Regions from separate parts of the Sus scrofa genome. Here region 2 is linked to region 1. A link is a contact called in public HiChIP or PLAC-seq data. All regions are on one chromosome and are shown on one strand. The core of a region is the stretch at or near the end of the contact, and the rest is flanking DNA. Distances in the headings are between cores, read along the strand shown. Region 1 overlaps AHCYL1 (adenosylhomocysteinase like 1). Region 2 overlaps LOC102165594 (a long non-coding RNA gene).

Region 1 (4,499 bases), core at 1,426-3,925:
GAGCTATCAAGGTAAACATTACGGCAACAAAGTGAGTGCATAAGACCAAATATCCAAAACATATTTAGGGAACCATGCTTTGAGGGAAAAAAAAATGAAAGAAATCCATCGTCAAAGTGTAGGATGAATATGCATTATTACCATGTTGGCTTGCCACCCATCCATGTTCACACAGCGGTCAATACACCACCAGAAGTCATCTTCCGACTCGCCCTTCCAAGCAAACACGGCAACTCCTGTGGTACAGATGGAAAGAGATCAGCTGATTCCTCCTTTGAAGAGTGTCCTATACCAATATCACTGTCTGAGATCAGACGAAGAGAAAAAGGCTGTAGAAATTACCCTGGAAAGGAAACAACTGATGAAGGGCAAAAAGTTAAAAGAGCATCTTTAGTTCAGAAATTAGTTAAGAATTTTAGGGATTTTTGTTTTTTAAAGTAGTTTAGAACCTTAAAATGTTATTCTCTTTGGCCAATTTTATGCCTGAAACTCTATCTTAAGGAGATAAAGTGGGAATCACCACAAAGTTGTTCATTACAACATTACTTATATTAGCAAGTACCCTACAGTTTCAACAGTAGGACAACAGTGAAGTGGAATCACACGGCCATAAATGATGTTGTCGAGGTCTGCAGTGACATGGAAACTACTTCTGAAAATGTTCTATTAGGTTATACAACTACATATATTACTGAGATTTGTTTCATCTCTGTAAAAAGTAAATAGAAGAAAGGAAAAATATGTCAAATATTATCTCTGTGTAGCAGGATTATGGGGTTTTTTGGGGATCCTCTTACATTTTCTGCAATAAACATCAGAAAAGAGTAAATAAGAAAAACAAAAGTATTATAGAGTTGCTTTCTGAGGATCATAGGAAAAGGGGAGAACCTTCCTAGTGATTTTCCTTTGAACATTTGAATAATAAAAACTGTTTTATGTTTAATTGAACTCGTAAGTAGTTCATATATTTTTAATGCAGTACTGAATACCAAATTTTATAATGAATGAGGAAACAGAAGATACTTCTTGGGTTCTCTCAAAAGTGATGAGATTTTTGTGAAAAGACACCAACTGAGCGCACACTTACATAACTCACTCAGCTTAAAGTTCTTTCTCATTCATTTAACATTAGAATTGGGCATTTTCCTATGTATCAGATTCTTTTCAAAGATCATTTTAAATGACTATATAATCTTTCACTATGGATATAGACCTTTATTATCCATTTCCTTCCTGCTGACATTTTTATTATCCTCCACATTTTATAGCCCCTAGACATATATGACACTGTGAAGATAATCTTGATATGTAAAAATTATGTTTAGATAATAATTCTGAGGCAAAATTGGTGAAATAAACTGAACTTACCAGCCTCAGCCAGTGCTGCAGCCACTTCATTCTGAGTGGAGTAGATGTTGCAAGCAGACCAGCGGCACTGAGCCCCCAGGGCACAGAGTGTCTCAATCAACACCTATGTAGTGGTATAGGAGGACAGGGTGAGAAAGAGAAGGGCCAGAGAAGAGTCGTAATTGAGAGACTAATACCCAGCAACTCGGCAGCAACACAAGTTGCTACACTGGAAGTTACAAAAGGGTATAACCCACTAGTTAGCACAGTGGAATCTAACTTTACCCAAAAGATGTGACCCCCAAAGTCTTAATAACATTTTTATAACAATCATATTTTTGCAAATCTCCCTAAGGTTTGTTAAAAGGTTACACCTATACAAACAAAGTAGGAAACCTCAGTACTGTGTAATTGAGAGGTTCTCTCTAGTAGTTAGCATTTGGAGGTTAGGTAAATAGGGAAGCAAAAACAAGTTAGAAGAAAGAAAAAAGAAAAAAGAAAAGGTCCCTCTTCCTTGCCAATCAGAAGTCCATCACTTTTCTCCCAAAAAACTCACCGCTGTCTGGGCTGTGATGTGTGTACAGCCCACTATTTTAGCACCAGCCAAGGGCTTCTCCCCCTGAGCACGTTTCCTGAGTGAAATCAGAGCAGACATGTCTGTGAAAGAACAGAGGATTTGAGCTAGGTCTGCACTAGCAATATCATTAATTCCTGCCCCAGCAACATCTAGGGCTGGTCTGGATCTGTTGAGATACGGAGGAAAAACTCTAAGCATATTTATTTGATGCCTGGTAGCTTCAACTGCCGAACAGTGGGGAGTTGTCATCTAAGCACTTGAAATTTCTCTCATCCTCACTATTCTAGCCTTATATGTAGAGGGCTTATATGGAGTCAAATTCTCAGGTGATCACAATGGAGGGTGAGAGTTACTCTTCATTTGGGAGAAGAGGGAAGTAGTTATTGGCTAATGGACTCCCACGTATTACAATCTTCAGAGCAGGAGCAGAGACTTTACTTCAGCAGAAACCACTTGCTTCTGTTTTTCCATGCTCTCTAATCCTATTCTGTCAGTCTGTCTGATTTCTACACATCCTGCCAGTAGAGAAGGTGCCTTCAGTGTGAAAGCGACAAAAGAGTAAAGAGACCTTATTGGGACGGGGGCTGGGTAAAGAAATCAAGATTTAACTGTCAGTCATTTTCACTCTTGCTCCAGCAGAGGGTGCTCAGGATCAAAGACCAAATAAGACCCTAGGTCACCACTTCCTTAGCTGAAAACCCTCCCCAGTTTGCTGCTTCTGGGAAATCTGGGTCTCTACCATTGGCAGCTATGGCAAGATCCTGCAGAACTAACCACCATGTGGCATCTAGGACTTGCTGACTCCGCACGTAGATCTGTGAATATGGAGTCGGGGGAAAGGAAAAGAGAAACTACTCTGTAATTATTACACGCCGAGAACGGGAAGCAGGGAGAACAAGAATAAGAACAGGAACAAGAATCCTGAGGCTCAAGCTCCATACAGGGAGAGCTGTTTATATAAAAGCCCAGGATACTTTCAAACTCAAAAGTTCCCCAGGAGACTTTCAAGCCTTAAGTTTTCATGGATCCTGATGACCAGCAAGTGGGTTGCTTCTGGTCCCTACCCAGTCCCTTTCTTTACCTTGTTCTGCAATCTCAATCTCCCGGCGTCCAAATTCTGCCTGCTTGATGTTCTTCACACAGAAATTGCTGCTGCCCTTGGAGTTGGTTTGCTGCTTTTCTCGGGGGGAAACCTCATCATCAGAGCTATCTGTGTAGGATGCAGCTAGAGCCAGGAAAGAAAGAAATGAGGAAAGAAAAACTTGAATGGCCCCAACTCCACAGGGTGCAGTCCCTAAGGGACTGTCATTTAAGTTAGGTGACACTCAGTTGGAGCCACCTTTTAAGTCACGCTCCATTCTACTCCTCCAGGGTCTTCTAAGAGATGGTATGAATGAAACTATTGTAGATCTTTCAGTGTTGTGGCCCTTTTATCCACCCTGATGACACCTTGCCATGAGTGCCTGTGATAGGGAGCTACTGATTCCAAACCTGCATCAGCTCAAGTGAATCCCTCAAAATAGGGACACTTAGTCTCAACCTGGGTTGGAACCAGACATGGCAAAAATGGAAGAGTAATTTAGGGCATATAAGGAATGCTATTTATATCAATGGTTCTCAAACTTAAAATTCTAAAGCATTCATGAGAATCACATGGAAGGTGTGTCGAACCATAGATGGCTAGGCCCCACTGCCAGAAAGTCCCATTCGGCAGGGCTCAGGTAGGACCCAAGATTGAGCATTTCTAACAAGTTCCTACGTGTTGCCGACGCTGCTGTTGAGAGGACCGTACTTTGAGAACATTAATAGAAAAGGATAAAAGCAATGAAATAATCTCATAAAATCTTATAAAGGGATTTTATACTGGTTGTGCTAAGAAACATAAAGAGAATGACACAAAAAGTGAGCAGTTCTGGTTATACTGCCGACTTTGAGAACACACAAGATATTCAACTTAAAAAAGCAGCTTCACAAAAAGTTAAAAATGTCCTTTCAGATGGATATACAGGAAAATACACAACAATCAGCCCTTACCTCTCAAATAACCTCTTTTCTAGCAGAATATTTTTCTGATTGCCGTCTCTGCCAGTGTGTCAGATCTCTGGCTGACTTCTATGTACACGTCCTCTTTCTTTCCAACTACCACAAATACTCCTGAAGGTTATCGACCCCATGAGGACAATTTAACTTTATTGTCCTTTAACTTTTCAAGCTTTTAAAAATTCTCTGATAGGTCCCCATAAAACATGGTCATGAAAATCTCTGAAGACTTCCTTGGAATATTCTTGTGGTGCAGTGGGTTAAGAATCCAGTATTGTCATGGCAGTGGCTTGGGTCACTGCTGTGGGATGGGTTTGATCCCTGGCCCAGGAACTTCCACATGCCATGGATTCAGCCAAATAGAAAAACAAACAAATAAACAAACAAACAAACAAAACTGAGCAATTCCTTAAAGCTTTCTTCACTCATCCCAACTTTCTCTTATAACTCAATCTTTCAAAATTCTTTCTAATTAGCCTGTTTGTCACCTACCACTTTTTGTATCTGTCTCACTCCAAGACACCTTTTCCCTTAT
Region 2 (4,499 bases), core at 1,311-3,810, 140 kb after region 1:
AACCAGAGGGGACCTGGATTGAGAACAACTTGTGGGGTAATTTCTATAGATTTGTAGATGATGCTAGTTTAAAAGGAGGCAGCAATGTGACTTGATTCCTCAAAAAGGTAACAGAATTTTAGATGGCATTGATATAGATGTACTAATTACAACAAACTCATTAATCAAGTTCCTCACCAATAGATTAAAATGATTTTAGCATATGTCATCAAAATGTTTCCTGGGGAGTTCCCTCTGTGGCACAGTGGGTTAAGGATCTGGCATTGCTGCAGCTGTGGTGTTGGTTGCAGCTGCAGAAATGTTTCCTGGTAAGATCAGATGATTAACAAGTAGCTTTGATACATAGGCATAATGGAGTAGATTGACGAGGGGGAGGAAGGCAGTATCCAGGAAAATGTTTAGCGTATATTAAATGAAATATATTAATTTAGCATATATTATATGAAATGAGCAGCCTCAGGATTCCAAACTGATCTTTCCCAGTATTGCCCTTCCACGCTGAGGAGTCAGAGGAGCTGAAGCAGATCAGGCAGGGGCTGTGGACAGACCAGTGCCCCTCGCCATCAAGGAAAAGCAGCGACAGTGCAGAACTGTGAGAGTGCTCCAGGCCTGCGGGACCTCTGAGCATCCCTCGCTTCTGCCTTCTCCCGCAAATGCTCTTGTAGCCCGTGCCAACTGCGAGGCATACAGCTCAGCTGGATTGATATCATGCAAATCACACATTGGAAAGACTGTCTTTTAACTTTTCATTCAGATATAATATTAAACTTATCAAAAAAACTTGCAGAGTTCCCCTTGTGGCTCGGCAGCAATGAACCTGACTAGTATCCATGAGGACGCAGGTTCAAACCCTCGCCTTTCTCAGTGGGTTAAGTATCTGGCTTTGCCGTGAGCTGTGGTGTAGGTTGCAGATGAGACTTGGATCTGGCGTTGCTGTGGCTGTGGTGTAGGCTGGCAGCTGCAGCTCCAATTTGACCCCCAACCCGGGAACTTCCAGATGCTGCAGACGCAGCCCTAAAAAGCAAAAAACAGGCAAACAAAAACTAAAGAAACAAAAACTTTTTGCCAAAAGAATTCTTGTTTACCTTTCACCAGCTTTCCCAAATGTTAACATCTGACGCAGGCATGGTACAATGATCAAAACCAGAAAAAGGTCCTTGATCTTATTAACTCATTTGCAGATGCTATTGAAGTTCAGTGATTGTTTCACTAACCTCCCTTTTCTCTTCCGGAACCGGAGCCAGGTTCCCACACAGCAGTTAGCTGTCCTGGCTCCTTGGTCTCCTTCAATCTGGGTCAGTTCATCAGTTTTCTGAAAGATATTTGAGGGTAAATTTGACAAACCAAAACATATCTAGAATGGCGAGGGTCTGAAAGGCAGGAACCCCGGGGAACCCTTGCCAGAAATGGCAACTGTCAGCCTAGAGGGGGGCCTGTTAAGGGGCCGTGTTAGCTGTCGTTAAAGTTGCCTTCAAACACTGGAGGACCTTCGTGCAGAAGATGGCATAGGTTTAGTCAGCACTGCCTCAGGACTAGAAATAGAACCTAGAGGTGGCATCACCACTAGGAAGATTGCAGCTTGGCTCTGTGCAGCACATTCTGTGAGTTAGAACTAACCATCTCCCGGCCCCCGCAGCCCTGAGCTGGATCAGGGCAGACAGATAGGCTTGAATCACAAGAAGCCAGGTAGAGGCAGGTCATGGGTGGGGCCGCAGAGCAGGAAGAGCTGTGGGGCAGCTGGCCAGGGCCCCACATGACTCACACGACTGGGGCTGTCAGCTCAGGGGAGGGAGCAGAGCAGACAGAGGCTTGATTGGCAGGCCGGGCGGAGAAGAGAACGCCTCCTCCACCAGCTTTGCTGCCAAAGTCCACTATTGATAGAGAACTTGGGGCTTTGCCCACAGCTCTACCTGCGGCCATCTGTCCAGTCTGTCTAGTCGGTCCACTCTTCCAAGCTCTCTGACCTCTCAGCAAAGGGAGGGTCCCTGGAGGGGCAGAATTCATGTTCTTGGGTCAGGGAGTTCTGAGTTGGGAGAAAAAGCCCAGGGACCCCTCTCAGGGTTTATTGATGTGCGCTGGGGGCTGAAATGGTGCCAGGTCCTAGCATGGATGCCAGTCTGGGCAGTTCCTATAGCTGGAGGTTTGGCCAGGATCCGTAATGTTAATCGTATCTATTTGAAATGCTGAAAACGAAGCCAACTAAACGGCAGCAAGGAAGAGCAATGAGCTAATGCTTAAGTAAGGTCTGACATTTCTATGCTTCAAAACCAATCAGTAGTTGAGATTTTCAGCCAAGTGAGCTCAGCCAACACTGAGTTCATCAACATCCTCATAAGAAAGTCCTAAGAGTCTCATGACAGTGCGGCTGTCCTGCTGTGGCCGCATCCTCCTATCTGGCCGCAGATCTTGGGGTCTGTCCTGGCATCCATCCCTTCATCATCTGACCCTCCACCCACCATTTAGACCTTCAACACTTGTCTAACTTCCACTACATACTGGACACGGGGCATGAGCATGAAAAACATCACCTTTCCGGCTCTCAAGATGCTTACTGTTTAGCGGCAGGTGGGAGGATGAGGTAACAAAGCAATGAAGCGGTCACTGGGGGAAGCGCAGGCTTCAGCTAAGGAATTTAGGTTTCCATTTAAAACTCACCCAAGTGAGCAATTTCTAAGATGATTCAAAGTCATCTGTAAGGAATATGGAAAAGTTATTTGAACTTCCACAAGTAGGTTCAGCTTTTGTGTGAGTCACGAGAGATTCTTGGGATTGCAATCCGGTTCAGTGAAATTCAATGTCATAAATACGGATTGTGCACCAACAAGGAGGAAGGGCATCACCGCCCCAACCCCTCCCCTTGACAGACCCAAGATCATGAGAACCTCTCGGATGAGCTGACCTAATCCCACCTGAGGACCACTAGTGGGAAAGGCCACCAAGAGCTGTCACCAGGAGGGCAGGGGTCTGTGAAGAGGTGACTTGACTATCACCCCTCTCCTGTGTGTTCCAAGAGTGAAGCTTTCCTGACTGCTGAGCATGACACTGAGAGCACGGCCGGGTCCTTCCTTGGAAAATACCATGGCCTGGGCAGGGATCTGAATGCTTGGCACCATTGTGGCTGTAAATTTGGTGGGACGATCTGAGATTGCTGGCCAGTGCTCATGGTCATCAAAGGAGCTGAGTTCTAGATGCTTCTCTGTCGCTCCCTGGCTATCTGAGTTGGCTCGTCTCCACCCATAAACCGGGGTCATTACAATTCCCTTCTCAACGGAGTTGTTTAGCGGCTTAAAGACTAGATTGAGAAACTATGTGAGAAGGCACTCTGTTACTAGAACAGGAGTGTGTTTCAGGAACCAGCTCCGGCCAGCATTTTCACATCCTTAGATGGGTCATCAAGCGTCACCTCCTACTAATTTTCACTTTGACCTTGGGTGAGGAAAATTGTGGACAGAACATTAAGTCATCAATTGTTTTGCCCAATTTTAGATAGTAGCATTCTTTGCTTTTTCTTTTCTTTGAACCCACCATTTCTAAGCCTAACTTGAATGTAAAATGACATAACACAATGTACCTTATGGGGTGATTATAAAAATTAAACGAGGCATCAAGGGTCTACCGGGAGGCAGGGGCTGGCCAGCCTTCGCAGGTGAAATCAGTCCTTACTTGCCTCCCAGCTGGCTCCATCTTTCGTTTTGCCAAGGACCTGCTGAGTGGTACTCAAAAACAGATAGGAAGAGCTACCACGAACTGCGCACTTACTAGAAGCGAGCACGGCATTATGTGCCTTTCTTGGTGTTATTTCATTTAATTCTCATCATAGCCCTAGGGGACATGTGCCATTCCCATTCCCATTTGACAGAAAGGAACTAGGAGCACAGCGAAGTTAAGGAACTCAGCCCAGGTCACACAGCTGGTAAATAAGAGAGCTGGTCTACGCGTCCATGCATTCCATTCCTACAGCCCTTGCTCCTGAGTGCTGATTTCTGCCGCTTGGTTACTGGGCTGGAGACACAAATTCGGTACCAACTCAGCTTGAAAGCAGCTGATAGCACTGAAATATATGTTACTTCTGATCTGTGCTATAAACCTTGACCAAATGTGGCTTCGTTTCACCTGCCTTTCTCTGCCTATCTAAATCATCTCGAGCGTGTATTTCATTCCGTCCCTTAATTTGTTTATACCGCTCACCTTAAGTCAGGAGTAATTTGACTTTTTACAGTTGAATAGTGCTAAATGATTCACATGTCTGAAAGGGAAAGAGAGAGACAAACAAGTTTAACATAGTATCATGTATCATAAATAGTAGTCTGGGTCCAGCTGGACAGAAAAAAGATTGGGCTAAATCGAGAGGGGGAAAAAAGGGGGAGAATTCCCTTTAGAGTAACAAATTTAGAAACTAATATTTTGCCCCTGGGAGGCACAGGGCAAAATAAGAACTCCCCATATCAAAGAAGCCTGGGAATAGCACGGTAGGAAACAGAAACATCAGTCTGATACAA

What was found. HiChIP or PLAC-seq counts read pairs in DNA pulled down with a chosen protein or histone mark.
Region 2: an H3K27ac HiChIP or PLAC-seq map of alveolar macrophages shows a contact between it and region 1. The contact joins two enhancer-like sites. A contact is called at or near these places in 1 of 5 promoter capture datasets (liver), 1 of 47 Hi-C or Micro-C datasets (liver) and 1 of 2 datasets of contacts at active chromatin or transcription factors (alveolar macrophages).

Annotation. Positions count from the first base shown.
Region 1 is chr4:110,101,571-110,106,069 of Sscrofa11.1, forward strand. It overlaps AHCYL1 (adenosylhomocysteinase like 1), which reads right to left. Exons shown (of 17, transcript NM_001201381.1): 3 at 3,006-3,149; 4 at 1,904-2,004; 5 at 1,369-1,471; 6 at 142-236. Among named protein-coding and RNA genes, the nearest start is that of STRIP1, 23 kb to the left of the region's middle. Within about 2 kb of position 2,676, at least 22 of the 83 cell types and tissues checked have an H3K27ac peak or open chromatin away from gene starts, as enhancers often do. A contact at or near this core is called in alveolar macrophages and liver, where this site is marked.
Region 2 is chr4:110,245,416-110,249,914 of Sscrofa11.1, forward strand. The region is part of intron 1 of LOC102165594 (a long non-coding RNA gene); the gene reads left to right. Among named protein-coding and RNA genes, the nearest start is that of CSF1, 50 kb to the left of the region's middle. Within about 2 kb of position 2,561, at least 26 of the 83 cell types and tissues checked have an H3K27ac peak or open chromatin away from gene starts, as enhancers often do. A contact at or near this core is called in alveolar macrophages and liver, where this site is marked.